2 separate regions of the Urocitellus parryii genome follow, and region 2 is linked to region 1. The links are chromatin contacts, called in public Hi-C maps. All regions are on one chromosome and are shown on one strand. Each heading gives the region's core, a stretch centred on a gene start, on an enhancer-like site or on the middle of the called end of the contact. The rest is flanking DNA. Distances are from core to core; before and after follow the strand shown. Region 1 holds the start of Stk25 (serine/threonine kinase 25). Region 2 holds the start of Atg4b (autophagy related 4B cysteine peptidase).

What was found. Hi-C and Micro-C count contacts between places; a contact is called where the count stands out from the background.
Region 2: a contact with region 1 is called in a Hi-C map of muscle, with 3 times the contacts expected there. The contact joins the promoter of Atg4b here to the promoter of Stk25 in region 1. A contact is called at or near these places in 2 of 2 Hi-C or Micro-C datasets (liver and muscle).

The regions. Positions count from the first base shown.
Region 1 is chr1:283,803,295-283,809,641 of mUroPar1.hap1, forward strand. It overlaps Stk25 (serine/threonine kinase 25), which reads right to left and starts at 3,216. Exons shown (of 12, transcript XM_026414795.2): 1 at 3,062-3,216; 2 at 2,853-2,940. The coding sequence starts at 2,882. It also overlaps the pseudogene LOC113201173.
Region 2 is chr1:283,931,870-283,938,216 of mUroPar1.hap1, forward strand. Atg4b (autophagy related 4B cysteine peptidase) reads left to right here and starts at 2,867. Exons shown (of 13, transcript XM_026381985.2): 1 at 2,867-2,971. The coding sequence starts at 2,962. It overlaps Thap4 (THAP domain containing 4), which reads right to left and starts at 2,638. Exons shown (of 6, transcript XM_026381988.2): 1 at 2,473-2,638; 2 at 1-596. The coding sequence starts at 2,549.

The DNA.
Region 1 (6,347 bases), core at 1,966-4,465:
AGTCTTGTCTGACGTACTCTAGCCCGGCCCAGGTCTCACTTGCACTAGAAGTGCTTCCCCACCAATGGCACCTTATTACAGGTGGCTAGGTACCAAAAGGCAGAATCACACCTTGTCCTACCACAGCCACTGACCACTCCAGTGCTAGCCTCTCAGTCCTAACAAAAGGGCCTGTCCTGGAGGGGTGTGCTCACCATGCTTCTGAGAAAGAAGCCCCATCCTCCAAGAGCAGACACCTGTGCACCACAGCTGCCTTGGTGCTGGGCAGACTGAGTCCCGTCTAAGACGACGTTTCGATCTAAAATTGTCGACTAGTTGCCTTCCCAGGGTGTGTGACCAAGGAGGGAGGGCGGGCACAGCACAGAGAACCACCTGGAAAGCACAGAAGCTGCCACTCTGTAACCCCTTTCTAGGCACCAGGCTCCACAGATGACAGGAACTTTGCAGAGTGTGCCCAGTGGGAATGGAAAGAAGGGAGGGAGAGGAGCCCTGGGACAAGAACAGCAGCTCAGCATGGCAGCCTCCTGATCCTTCCAAGCAGGCTGGCTGAGCTGTCCACAGTTCTCTGGCTTGAGTAGTTAAGAGGCAACCAGTCCAGCTAGTGATCTTCCTCACTGCCCAGTCCTAAAGCCAGTGCACACCATGAAGTCCTAAAAGTCCCAACTGAGGTATCTTAGGCAGAGAAAGCTGAGTGCTCCCTGGGGTCCCACTAGCTGTGCTGGCCTGGGCAGGCAGCATTTGCCCCCACATCTCCACTCCTATTGACATGTTTGAAAAAGGAGCCATAAAAGTCCATGAGATCATGGCTGATTATTAGGCTATTCTCAGCCTAGGGGTGGGCAACACAGATCAAATCAGACCCAGGCTCTATCTGAAAGGAAAGACCCCTAGAGGTCTGCGGGCTCAGCACCAACTCAACCGCCCAGCGGGTGCTGATGGGTAGGTGGTTCTGTTCTGGGTGGGGACCACCCTGTTCCTGGCTCAGTCCTGAATACCAGTGCCAAGACCAGGTCTAAGCAGCAGCTCTGCTTCTCCTCCACCAGGCCCAAGGTCACCTTCTCCGCCCCCACCATGAGCCCACCAATGATTCCCTGGCACTCTACGATGATGCCTTACCAATCCTTCTGCTTCAATCACAAACCCACCCTGGCATAATCCCAAGACACTATGAGGGAGCTGAAGCTGTCCTGGAGACTTCGGACTTGCCTGGCGCACATCCCCTGTCACTCTGAAGACACAGTCCATTGCCTTCTAAGATGGCCTGAGAAGAAAACCTGGCAAAGGTGGGGCACCATCACCCTCCAACTCTCAGGGCCTTCCCTCTCCTCAGAGTGTCTTACTGCTCTGCTCCTGCCCCCTCTGAGGGCCCAGAGTCATGTCTGTCCAGGGCACCCCCAGGCCAGGCACTCAGAACTCTACTGCCTCAGAGCAGAAGAAAGTACAGATGCCACAGCAGAGTTCTGGATTCAGCAGGGAAGGTGGCAGCCTCAAGCCCCACATGCCTTGCTTTCTGGGTGCTCAATGCCGTGGGTCAGTCAGTCTTAGCAGAAGACCCTATAATTATACGCTGACCCTATAACTTCATTATAAGAACAGCCCTGTTCCCAAGGCTAAGCAACTCACAATTCAGGGGCATATGATTCCTCATCAGGATGGTGGATATGATGGACTGCTCAGAGACTCAACTAGTTCTGGCAATAGAGACCCCAGTTCTCCATATCAGCCCTGGGGTGGCCAGGTCTGGGGGGCTCTGCCTGTGTGCCAATTGTCTTGTCAGTCATGAGGAGCAACCCATGTACATGGCGGGAGACACTCCTGCCACCACCCAAAAGGGAGGGCTCGGTGCTTACCACCTGGCAGGAACTGGCCAGGTGGAGGGAGTAAGTCCAGGCTGTGGGGGCACTGTGCCCTGTTATCCCAGCAAGGGGCTGCTCGACAGGCCAAGTGCCAGCATAGCACCCACAAGGTCTCTTGCCAATGTCACAAGTATCTCACACCCGAGAGGAGCCACTGGCCCCGGACAGAGGTGCTCCCTGCCTCTGCGGTCCCTTCACCAGCATCCCGTGCTCCCTCCACAGGGCAGCACACAGTTCCACCGTGTCATTCTGTGACCCACAGAAGCTGATCCTGCAGCTCTTACAAATAGGCTGAAGATGGGTTTTTCTCCCAGGATCTCCAACATGTAACTACCAGACACGAAATGGCAAAACCGAAGGAAAATCGTTGGCTTAATTCCGCCCAGGTCAGCAAGCCCCGTCGCCGTCTGACCCCACCTGGCCTAGGGACCCTGGCCGCGGGTGCCGTTCGGGCTTCCAGGCGGTTCCCGGTTTCCTCCCAGGAGCGGGGACCCAGTTCCTGCCCCAGGTGGCGGGCGCGCTTCCTGTGCCTCGCACGCCCAGCGCTCAAGGACGCGGCCCCGGGAGGAGGGCCCACGGCGGAGGGCCCAGGGCAGTGTCCGCGGCAGGCGAGCGCGCACCGCGCCAGGGTCGGGCCGCCCGCGGGGCGCTGGGAGCCAGCGGCCACGGCGCCAGGGTCGGGCCGCCCGCGGGGCGCTGGGAGCCAGCGGCCACGGCCACGCAGCGGGAGGCCGGCAACTGCCTCGGCCCCGCGGCCGCGCCACGCTCCTGTCCCGTCGGCTCCGCAGCAGCAGACGGCGGGGAAGGCGCCTCGGCCTCCTGGCCTCGCTGCCGGCACCGGTGCCCGGCGGGCTCCGCACCAGCGGCCCCGCACCTGCTGACCGGCGCGCCCGCAGGGCCACCTCCGGCCCCCTCCGCCGCGGGCCGCGCCGCCAGGCCTGCGGCCGCCGCCCTCCGCCACCACCACCGCCCGCACGCGCGGCCGCCGAGCCTCACCTGGTGCGCGAAGCCGCGGAGGTGAGCCATGTCCGCGCGGCCGTCGGTCCGCGGCCCGGAGGCCCGCTCGGCCCGCTCGCTCAGGCCCCTGGGGACGCAGGCCGCTCGTCAGCGGGGTCGGCCGGGAGGCCCCGCCGGCCGCCTCCCTCCGCCCGCTTCCGCCCGGCCCGCGCCCCGGCCTCCCCGCCCGGCAGGCGCGGCCCGCCCACCTCCGGGGGGCTCCATCCCAGCCTCCCGGCCCGCTCCGCAGCGCCCGCGGGCTCCCAGCGCCGCCTCGCTCTCCCGGAACGCCCGGGGCCCCTAGCCCGCGAGAAGACGGCGGCAGCGGAGGCGTCGTGGCGGTCGCGCGGCTCTCTGGGACTCCGAGTCCCGGCGTCCGGGCCGGCAGCCGCCGGACTACAAGTCCCAGCAGGCTGCGCGGCGGGCGGGAGGGGCGAAGCGCAGGCGCGCCGCGGGGACGCCGGACCACGGGATCGGGCTCCTGGGAGGAGCGGGCGGACGGACGCTCCCCGCGGTCCGCGCGTCGCGTGCCCAGTCGGTGTGTTCCCCCGGGCGCCCGCCGGGCCTCCGGGACGGACGCTCGGGCTGGGAACCCGCCGCGTCCTCACGGTCCGCCTGCCTCCCCCCAGCCCCAGCGCGGCCGGCGCCGGGATCGCGCACCCGGGCCTGAGAGCAGCCGCCCAGCACGGCCTGTCCTGGGGCGAGTGCCTGGCCCCTCTGGTCTCAGTGCCCCCACCTGGGACTCCAAGACGGGCTGCTGCTGGTAAGGCTCAGGGCCTGACCCACGGCTGGGTGGTGCCCCCCCACCCAGCGAGGTCCCGTGGGGCCCAGGCCCGAGTGCGGCGGCCTCCCCTCGGCCCTCGGCCCGGCGGGCGCAGGCCTGTGCTCCTTCCCCCGTTTCCTCCCCGCGCTGCGCCCGGGTCTCTCTGATGGTGCATGCGGGACCGCACCGTGCATCCCCAGCTCTGCACCTCCCGCCCCCCTGCAATTGACGTTGTTCTGTTCGTGGCTTGTCTTCCCAAGAGAAAGTGGCCTCCCGGCCAGCGGATCTGTGCCCACCACCGTGCCAGCGCAAGGCAGGGACTTGGGCCGTTTGTCGGTAGACGTGAGTGCTTGTCGGTGAGGTGCCTTCAGTGACTGTAACCAGGTGCCTGCCACGGCTTTGATGGTGTGACCCGTGGGCCCTGCCCTCCCCGGGACTCCGCAGACTTCATCTGCTGGCGGCAAGTGGCCACACACCCTCCACCCTTGGGGCCTCGCCTGTTGCTCATATTCGCTGATGCTATACTTCTAGTCTTCAATTTCGTCTCTCTCAGCTTTCATATAGAATTTTTCTTTTAGCAATCTTGTGCAAATGGTGCTGGGGATGGAACTCCGGGACTTGCAATGCTAGGCAGGTGCACTCTTGCTGAGCTACACTCCCAGACCGAACAATCCCGTTTTTTAAAACATAATTATTTTTTAGGTGTAGATGGACACAACACAATGCCTTTATTTTTTATGTGGTGCTGAGGATCGGCCCCGAGTCCCACCCGTGCTAGCGAGCACTCTACCGCTGAGCCACAATCCCAGTCCCATAACTTTATTTTATTTATTTATTTTTATGTGGTGCTGAGGATCAGACCCAGCAACTTGCACTTGTTAGGCCAGTGCTCGACTGCTGAGCCACAACCTGAGCCCCTGAACAATCCCATTTTAAAAAAATTTTTTTTTAAGAGAGAGAGAGAGAGAAAGAATTTTAAAATATTTATTGTTTAGTTTTCGGCGGACACATCTTTATTTGTATGTGGTGCTGAGGATTGAACCCAGCGCTGCGCGCCTGCCAGGCGAGCACACTGCCACTTGAGCCACATCCCCAGCCCAACAATCCCATCTTTAACTTCCAAGAAGTCTTAGTTTTTCCTGGTGTCCTCGCTTTCCTTTTGGGGAATAGGGAAATGGTTCTTGCCTTGTGGCTCATGAGAATGACAAGTGGCCAGCCTGGCAGGTGCTGAAAAGACCATTCTTTTTATTGTTGGCACAGGCTGACCTTAGAAGGGAGAGAGAACACTCGTGGTCAAGCTCCAGCCCTGGGCCAGCCTGGGGCGGGGACCCACTCCTAGTCAGGACAGGTAATGAGCTGCAGTCAACTGACACGGAAACTGAGATTCCAGGAGATAAAGTGATACCCTCAAGACCACAGTGAGAACATAGTAAAGCCAGGATTGAACACAGCCTGTGTGTCCTCTGCTACAGAGGATCCAGGTGACCATGTGTGCAAAGGTGAGACTCGGCCCTGGAGAGAAATGGGTCAGGGTGAGCCACCTGAGAACACCGTACTTGGGCCACCCTCTTTGTTTGACAGACAAAGAAATGAAGCCCAGGGAGGGGAGAAGTCCCAGGGATAACAGCACAATCTGGGTTAGAATCAAGCCCCTCTGCACCAGAGTGATAGTTTGGGCACTTGCTGTTCCCTGTTCCTTACTGGGGGCCTGCTCACTTGTCAGAGGGGAGCAAGAAAGGGTATTAGAAGGGAGACAGGGCCAGAGATGTCCAGATGCAAAGGTGAGTGACAAAGCCAGAGGAACCTTGGCCTGGAGTCTCCTCTGCCGGGTACAGGTCCTGGAAAGGTGGAGAGAGGATCCAGGAATGTGTGTGTATGCCTAAGTGTGAGTCAGACCACACAGCACAAGTGAGGCAGGGAGGCATCCAGAGAGAGACTCACTGTCCCCAAAGAGCCCCTGAAGTGTGGCACTTGGGTGGGCCTCACAGTGGACTGCCCACCCAGCCTTCCCACAGCAAGGCCCAGCATTTGACAAGACCCACTCTGGAATGCTAGCTCCTTACCTGCTTCCTATCACCTTGTTCTTAAACATGTAGCTAAGGATCACTGAATACTTTTTTTTTCTAATATTTTTAGTTGTTGATGGATTTAATTTAATTTCTTTATATGTGGTTTTGAGAATTGAACCCAGTGCCTCACACCTGCCAGACAAGTGTTCTCCGCCAGCCCCAGGATCACTGAATATTTAGGGAGACTTCCAATGTGGACCCCTGAGACCAACATAAATTGAAAGGAGGACCTAAGCCAGGTATGAGGGTGTGTGCCTTTTCATTCAGCTGCTTGGGAGACTGAGGCAGGAGCCTCTCTTGAGCCTGCAACCACATGAGGAACCTGTCAGCTGGACCCAGCTGTGGACTGGAGAGGATGACAGTAATGTGAGGAGACGAAATCATAGGAATCACTCAAAAAATAAACAGGGAAACATAGACACTTAGAAGTTCAAGACTAAGCCAGGCATGAAGGTGCATGCCTGTAACCCCAGTGGCAGGGGCAGGGGGCTGAGAAAGGAGGATCGAAGGTTGGAGGCCAGCCTCGGCACCTTGGCAAGGGCCTGAGCAATTTACTGACTTCCTGTCTCAAGATTAAGGGCTATAGATTAGCTCAGTGGTGAAGTGCCCCTGGGTTCAGTCTCCAGTTTAAAAAAAAAAAAAAATAGTTGAAGGCTAGTATCT
Region 2 (6,347 bases), core at 1,617-4,116, 130 kb after region 1:
GGGGAGTGAAATCTTCTGCGGACACCCCGCTCCGGTCTGCCCCGCCACCCTCGGCCCAGGTGGCGCCAGCATTCTGGCCCCTGGCTTCCTCCGCACATGCTCCTTCTTCTCCCTGGCTGCCTGCCCTGGTGGCCGATGGTCCATCTCCTGGGGTCTTCCCCAGACACTGCTGGGCCTGCTCCTGGATGCTGGGATCTGGGGGGGTCCTGGGTGTGGCCTCACCCTGCAGAGTGGCTCGCTTCAGCTTGCGGGGCTCTGGCTGGGCCATCAGGGTTCCACCAGAGGAGGGAGAGGTGCTCACGGCCCCTCTCCCGGCGGCTGTGCTCCCACGGCCCCTCATGGCCCCCGAGGCCTTGCTGGCGTCCTTTCTCCGAGTCCGGCCATGGCCTGCAGCCCCCCTCTTCTTCTCAGTCAGGTGGAAGATGGAGGGCACTGCTGTGGGCTTGAGCAGGCGGTGCTGGTCCTCCAGCCTTTTGGAGAAGCTGTCTTTGGTGAAATGTTCACTACAGAGGAACGAATACTTAGTGGGGGTCCAGTTTTCCCTCTGAACAGCTTTTAACCACTGGATCAGGCGTTTTGAGTCCTTTAGGGGGAACCTGCGGGATAAATGATAAAAGTACTCATAAATAATTAAATGTCTCCCCCCCAAATTACCAATTATAAAATCAAAACAAGTGTTTTGCAAACATGGAAACCTGCACTGACTTCATCTGCTTAAGAAATACTCCATGGGCTGGGGCTGGGGCTCAGTGGTAGAGCACTCGCCTTGCATGTGTGAGGCACTGGGTTCAATCCTCAGCTGCACATGAAAAAATAAAAGTATTGTGTCCATCTACAACTAAAAAAGAATAACTCCTCTACAGACTTAAAGGAGCTGGGCATGGTGGCACTCACCTATAATCCCAGACACTTGACAGGCTGAGGCAGGAGATCATGAGTTCGAAGCAGCCTCAGCAACTTAGCAAGGCCCTAAGCAACTTAGACCCTGTCTCAAAATAAAAAAATAAAAAGGGCTGGGCATGTGGCTCTATGGTTAAATGCCCCTGGTTAACTTAAGGAACACTGTGTACTTACAAGTTGCTACTAGAATAAGATAGGGAAAGCTCAACAGTCTACTCTTTGGGAGCCCACAGTCTATAGGGCAGAGAGGAAAAATTCATTGCTCCTCACAGGCTGTGACAGATGCCCTATGGGCACACAGGAAGCTCCAGCAATAAAGTACCAGGACAACTGGAAGTAGCTCTAGAAGCTGACCACTGACCAACCCTGCTGGTGTGCCTAGAAGGTAGACTATAGGCACTTAAATCAGGGAGGCTGATTCCTCTATTGAGAAGCCAGGCAATGTTGGCTGCAGATATAGGGGCACAAGGCCAAAGAGTGAGCCTGGCATGGTGACTGCCCCAGCATGGACCCAGCTCTAGAGCAAGACTCAAAGGCTATATTTCTGTGCACTTCCACCAGCCAGGTGAGCGTAAGGATGTAATGAGTGAAATGAGCCGGTCACAGGACAAGTACTGCCTGTACTCACGATCCATGCTACAGATCCATGCAGACACCAAGACACACACAGCGGTACTGAGAGTACCCAAATTCCCAGAGCGGGCAGGTGGGAGGAGAAATGGGGAGTTAGCCTTTACGCAGTTTTAGCTTGATGGTGGAGATGACCGCATACAGTGTCACCGTATTTAGTGCCACTTAGAGGAACACTTAAAAATGGTTAGGATAGTAAACATTTTGTGCATCATGCCATAACTTTTAAAAATCAGAAAAAGAAAAATAAGGCAAGCTGTCCTGGGAGATGCCGGAAGGGACGGTATTAGAGCTCCTACATCTGCTAACCGAGACCCTCGACCACCACTTCATCGTGGCGCAGAGGCGCCCGCACGACACCTCTCTGGGCTCCGTCCACCTGGGGTCCTCCAACCCACCTGAGGCTGCTGTGGGCCAGGACGGGCCGCAGGAAGGTGCGGACGTCGGGGCCACGTGACCTCCTAACCCCTCTCGGCGGAGGCCCGTGGGCCCGGCCCGCTGCGCCTCAGGCCGTTACGACCGCCCGCCGCCCGCTCGCCGGCTCGGCTCGGCCTGCGCCGCCAACTTCTGGGGCACGTGCTCCGACGCGGACGGGTCCGGGGTCGCCGGTCTCCCCGGCCCGCGGCGGCTGCGAGCCTGGCGCCGCCGCCTCCCACCCCGCCCGGGCTGCACCCGCCGAGCCAGTCCCCGAGGGTCGCGCAGGTCCCGGGCGCCGCGGCCGGGTGCCGCGAGGGCCTGCGGCGCGGAGCGGGACGCGGGCTGTAGACGCCGCGCGGCCTCGGCGGCCCTCGGCTCGCGGCGCCGGCCCAGGGACGGCGGCCGGGCCAAGGTCATGCGGTACCGCGCCCGCCGCCCGTCCTCCCGCGCCCGCCGCGCGGCCTCAGTTTCCCCGCGGGCCGGGCCGGGCCGGGGGCGTGGCGGGCCGAGCGGCGGGCCGCGTACCTGTGGAAGGAGACGGCGCGCTTTTCGCCCTTGCCCTGCCGGTTGGAGCAGTTCACGGCCGCGCAGCAGATCACCATCGCGGGCTCGGCCCAGGGCGCCGCCAGGCTCCGGCCTCGCCGCCCGCCGCCCGGCCCGCCCCGAGGGAGTGCGGCGACACGGCCGGGACGTGGGCCGGCCGCGCCGTACGGCAAGATGGCGGCGCGCTTCGCCGGCCCGCCGCAATCGGCGGCCGCCGCCGGGCCGGCGAGGCCGTGCGGCAACACGCGTGCGCGACCCGTCGTCCGGCTTCAGGGCCACGCCCGCCCGCACCCCAACACCGCCAGCCAGCCGAGGGCTTGAGCCCCACGAGTCCCGCCCCCTGCGGCTGCCGTACGCCGACATGGCGGTGCCCGCGTTCCGTGGCGCACTTGGCCCCCGCGGCTTCCCGTCGCTGTGTCGCGCTGCGGCCGTCGGAGCGACGCCGCGGTCAGTCGGCCGCCGCCGGGGAAGATGGACGCAGGTGAGCAGTACAGCCTCGGGCCTCTAGCGGCGGTGCTCGCTCGCTCGCCTGCCCGGCCCGGCCCGGGGCCTGCGGCGGGCAGAGACAGTACTCACCGGTCCCGCGCCCTCAGCCCGCGGGAGTTCCTGGCCGGGCTCGCGGGCTTGAAGGCCGCGGAGGGCAGCGGAGCGGCTGGGTCCGCCGGGTGGGGACGCCGAGCGCCCAACTCCCGCGAAGTTGTCGGGCGGGCCCCCGAGGCGCCGCGCTCCTCTCTTCGCTGGCGGGACGGGGGACGGGGACGTCAGCCCGTCCTGCCTGCGGGGTCCGGCGAGCCGCCTCGGGGAGGGAGGCCTCCGGGCGAGGTGGCTCGGAGGCGCGTCCGTACCCAGGCGTCGTTCGCCCGAGGCCCGGGCACGCTGTAGACCGCTCTTGACGTTCCCGGCAGCGCCGGTTCTGCCTTTCCCGGGGAACCCACCGCTGGCCTTCCTTCCAGGGCCCTGCTCGGCGCGGCCGGGAGCGCTTCCGTCGGGTCCCCCGAGAGCGTGGCGGCTGCTTTGTTCTGTTCATGGCCGCGGCGGAGCTGGCTGAGCCCGGGAACAGAGGGCACCGTGAGGCCCTCACTCGTCCGGCTGCCCGAGGAGTGTCGGCCACATGTGCATGTCCTGAAGTTTGTGTTTTTAGAATGAGTGTCAGACACTGTCAAACTGTTTTTTGGGGGACATGGAGTGGGAATACCTAAGGTTATTGAGAGAGGTGGTTAAGGTCGGAAGCACAGTTTAATGTCACGTTACCTTGAATATGAAAATCATGTTCAGGTTGATAATTTGTTGTAATAGAGTTTTGTAGTCATATGATAAAGACATCTTAATAGGACATCAAACGCTGCTGCTCTCAGGATCAAAGTAGAAAAGTTGCTTGCATTTGAAAGTCTCTGTTGGGTCTGATAAAAATGTACAATAAGATAGCTGTGCTGGGTGGCATGTGCCTGTGATCCCAGTAACCCAGGAGGTTGAGGCAGGAGGATTGCCAGTTTGAAGCCTGCCTCAGTAACTTAGTAAGACCCTATTTTAAAAGAAAGAACTAGGGATATAGCTCAGTGGCACTGTGTTCAGTCCCCAGTACAAAACAACCTAGAACCTAATGTGTGTGATGTTATTAGGGTATGGTGTTCTCCTTCTGACACAGTGTGGAATGGCCCACCTTTCCCTGGTCTTTGAAGATCTGCCTTCCCTGGCCACATGTAATGCAGGTACTGATGGTTCTTATAGGTATTTCTTCTGTAAACTGCATTTACTGTTGAATGCCAGGTGTGTGCTGGTCATTGTTCCAGACCCTGTGACTCCAGAAGTGGACAAAACAGATGAAAACCACTCTCCTGGGGCAGCTAACAATCCTGGTGGGGGACCAGGAGGAGCAGCAAGAGGTGTGGCTCCTGCAGACTAGAGAATGCGGACTGTGGGGGGGGGGGTTTGGATTGCAGCCTGCGAGGCCTGGAAAAGTCCCACTCTAAAGGTGGCATTCTAACCAAGACCCAGAGCAGTGCAGGAGGAAGGGCAAGTGGGCTGATCTGAGAGCAGCAAGGAAGCTGGAGTTGCCAGGTGCCTGGTGTGAGAGAGGTTGGAGCAGAGAGTGGGAAGGATGTTAGGCCCAGCCGTGGGGCCCTGCTGGTCACAGTGAGAACTTGGGCATTTATTCTGAATAGGATGAAACCCTTTAAGGATCAAGAGGAGAAGTAGCATGACTGGACTTGGGTTTACAGAAGTGTTGTGGCCCTCCGTTGAGAATATGTCTCAGAGGGATGTTGACAACCGTTCTGATAAGCAGGCACAGAAGAGGGGCTAAGACTTAGGCCGGGGTGAGGAGAAGAGGTTGAATTCTAGACATGTTTTGAAAATCGGGACAGTAGCATTTGTTTACAGATCACAGGTTGGGAGAAGGGTAGGTAGGGAGGAGAGAGAGATGGCACCAGAGGTCACTGCCTGAGCTGAGAAACGTGGGGAGGCCCTGCTTCATGGGGAGCTGTCAAAACTTTGGCTTTGTGTGTGCTGAATGTGGAGCAGTGTCCAGGGAGCCTTTGTTTTACCATCTGGGCGCTGAGGGAATAAAAAGCCTGTGACAAAGGTGTGTATGAAGCCACATCAGATGAGGTGGCCCAGAGGCCGAGGAGGTAGACAAGAGAGGAGGCCAGGGGGGCAGCCCAGGGCTGCTGCTGGGTGGGGGGGGGGGGACACTTTCTGCTTTCTCCTAGCTGGCAAGCACTTGTTATAAGAACATGCTCCTGGTTCAAAGAGCTGTTAGGAGCCAGGACCTAGGTAACTTTATTTCTGTTCCTTGGTGACAGAACCAGTGTCCTGTGCCTGTGTCTCCTGCGCCTCACATTGTGTCTGGTCCATGTTTGGTACTTGATGAAGCAGAACTTGAATTAATAGTTTACATACTTTCTACTACAGGTTGAGTGTCCTTGGTCTAGAAATGGAAATGTACCCAAACTCCTCAAAACCAGAAACATTTGAGCACTGGCATGACACCACAGATGGAAGAGCCCCCACCTGCCTTGTGTGCCAGGCTGTCGTCTAGGTGCAGTCCATTGGACGTGGTGTGTCACTTTGCCTTGAGGCTGTGTAGGTGTGTGTGAAACAAAAGTGGTCCCAGCTCCAGTGTCTGCATCTGTACATGCAGGTGTTAGAGAATCTGAAAAGCAGAGGGGTGTGCGACCTGTGTGGGGGTGTGTGCTGGGTCTGTGTGGCGTGTTAAGTCTGTGCTGTTAGCATAAGACTCTGACTGCAGGGCAGCGGGTTCGATGTGGCATTCTGTCCTGCGTATTCACTAAAGCAGTGTCTTCCCACATAGCTAAAGCCCCCACTGACTCAGTTGTCGTCACTTCTTTTACAGTCAAACTGTTGTCTCAAACATGAGTTTTCTAAAAGGGGGGGATCCCGTCTAGATTTATTTATACAGTATAATCTTTTAGTAAATATCTTCAAAATGAGGCATATTACAGTAAACTCTAAAAGAAACGTTGGTTATATGTATATTTTTTGTGGTTCTCTGCATGACAGTGTAGTTGGTACTAAGAGAGGTCAAATTCATTGAGCGTATTTCCCTATATTTCTGCCTGTGAGATTAATAGCATTAAATCACTTGCTTTTTTAAATGTAATCACCATATCATTAAAACACTTTCTGCTTTCTTCTGGGCTGTGATCACAGAAGTCCCAAGAGGAGGTTGTGGGGGCTGGGGACACAACTCAATTGGTAGAGCTTCCCTCACATGCACAAGGCCCTGGGTTCAATCCCCAGCACCACAGAAAAAAAAAAAGAAGAAGAAGGTGTGGGAAGTCGTGCCTCTGGGGTGCAGTGGCCGTGTGGGACTCCTTTGGGGAGCTTTCCTCCTGGGT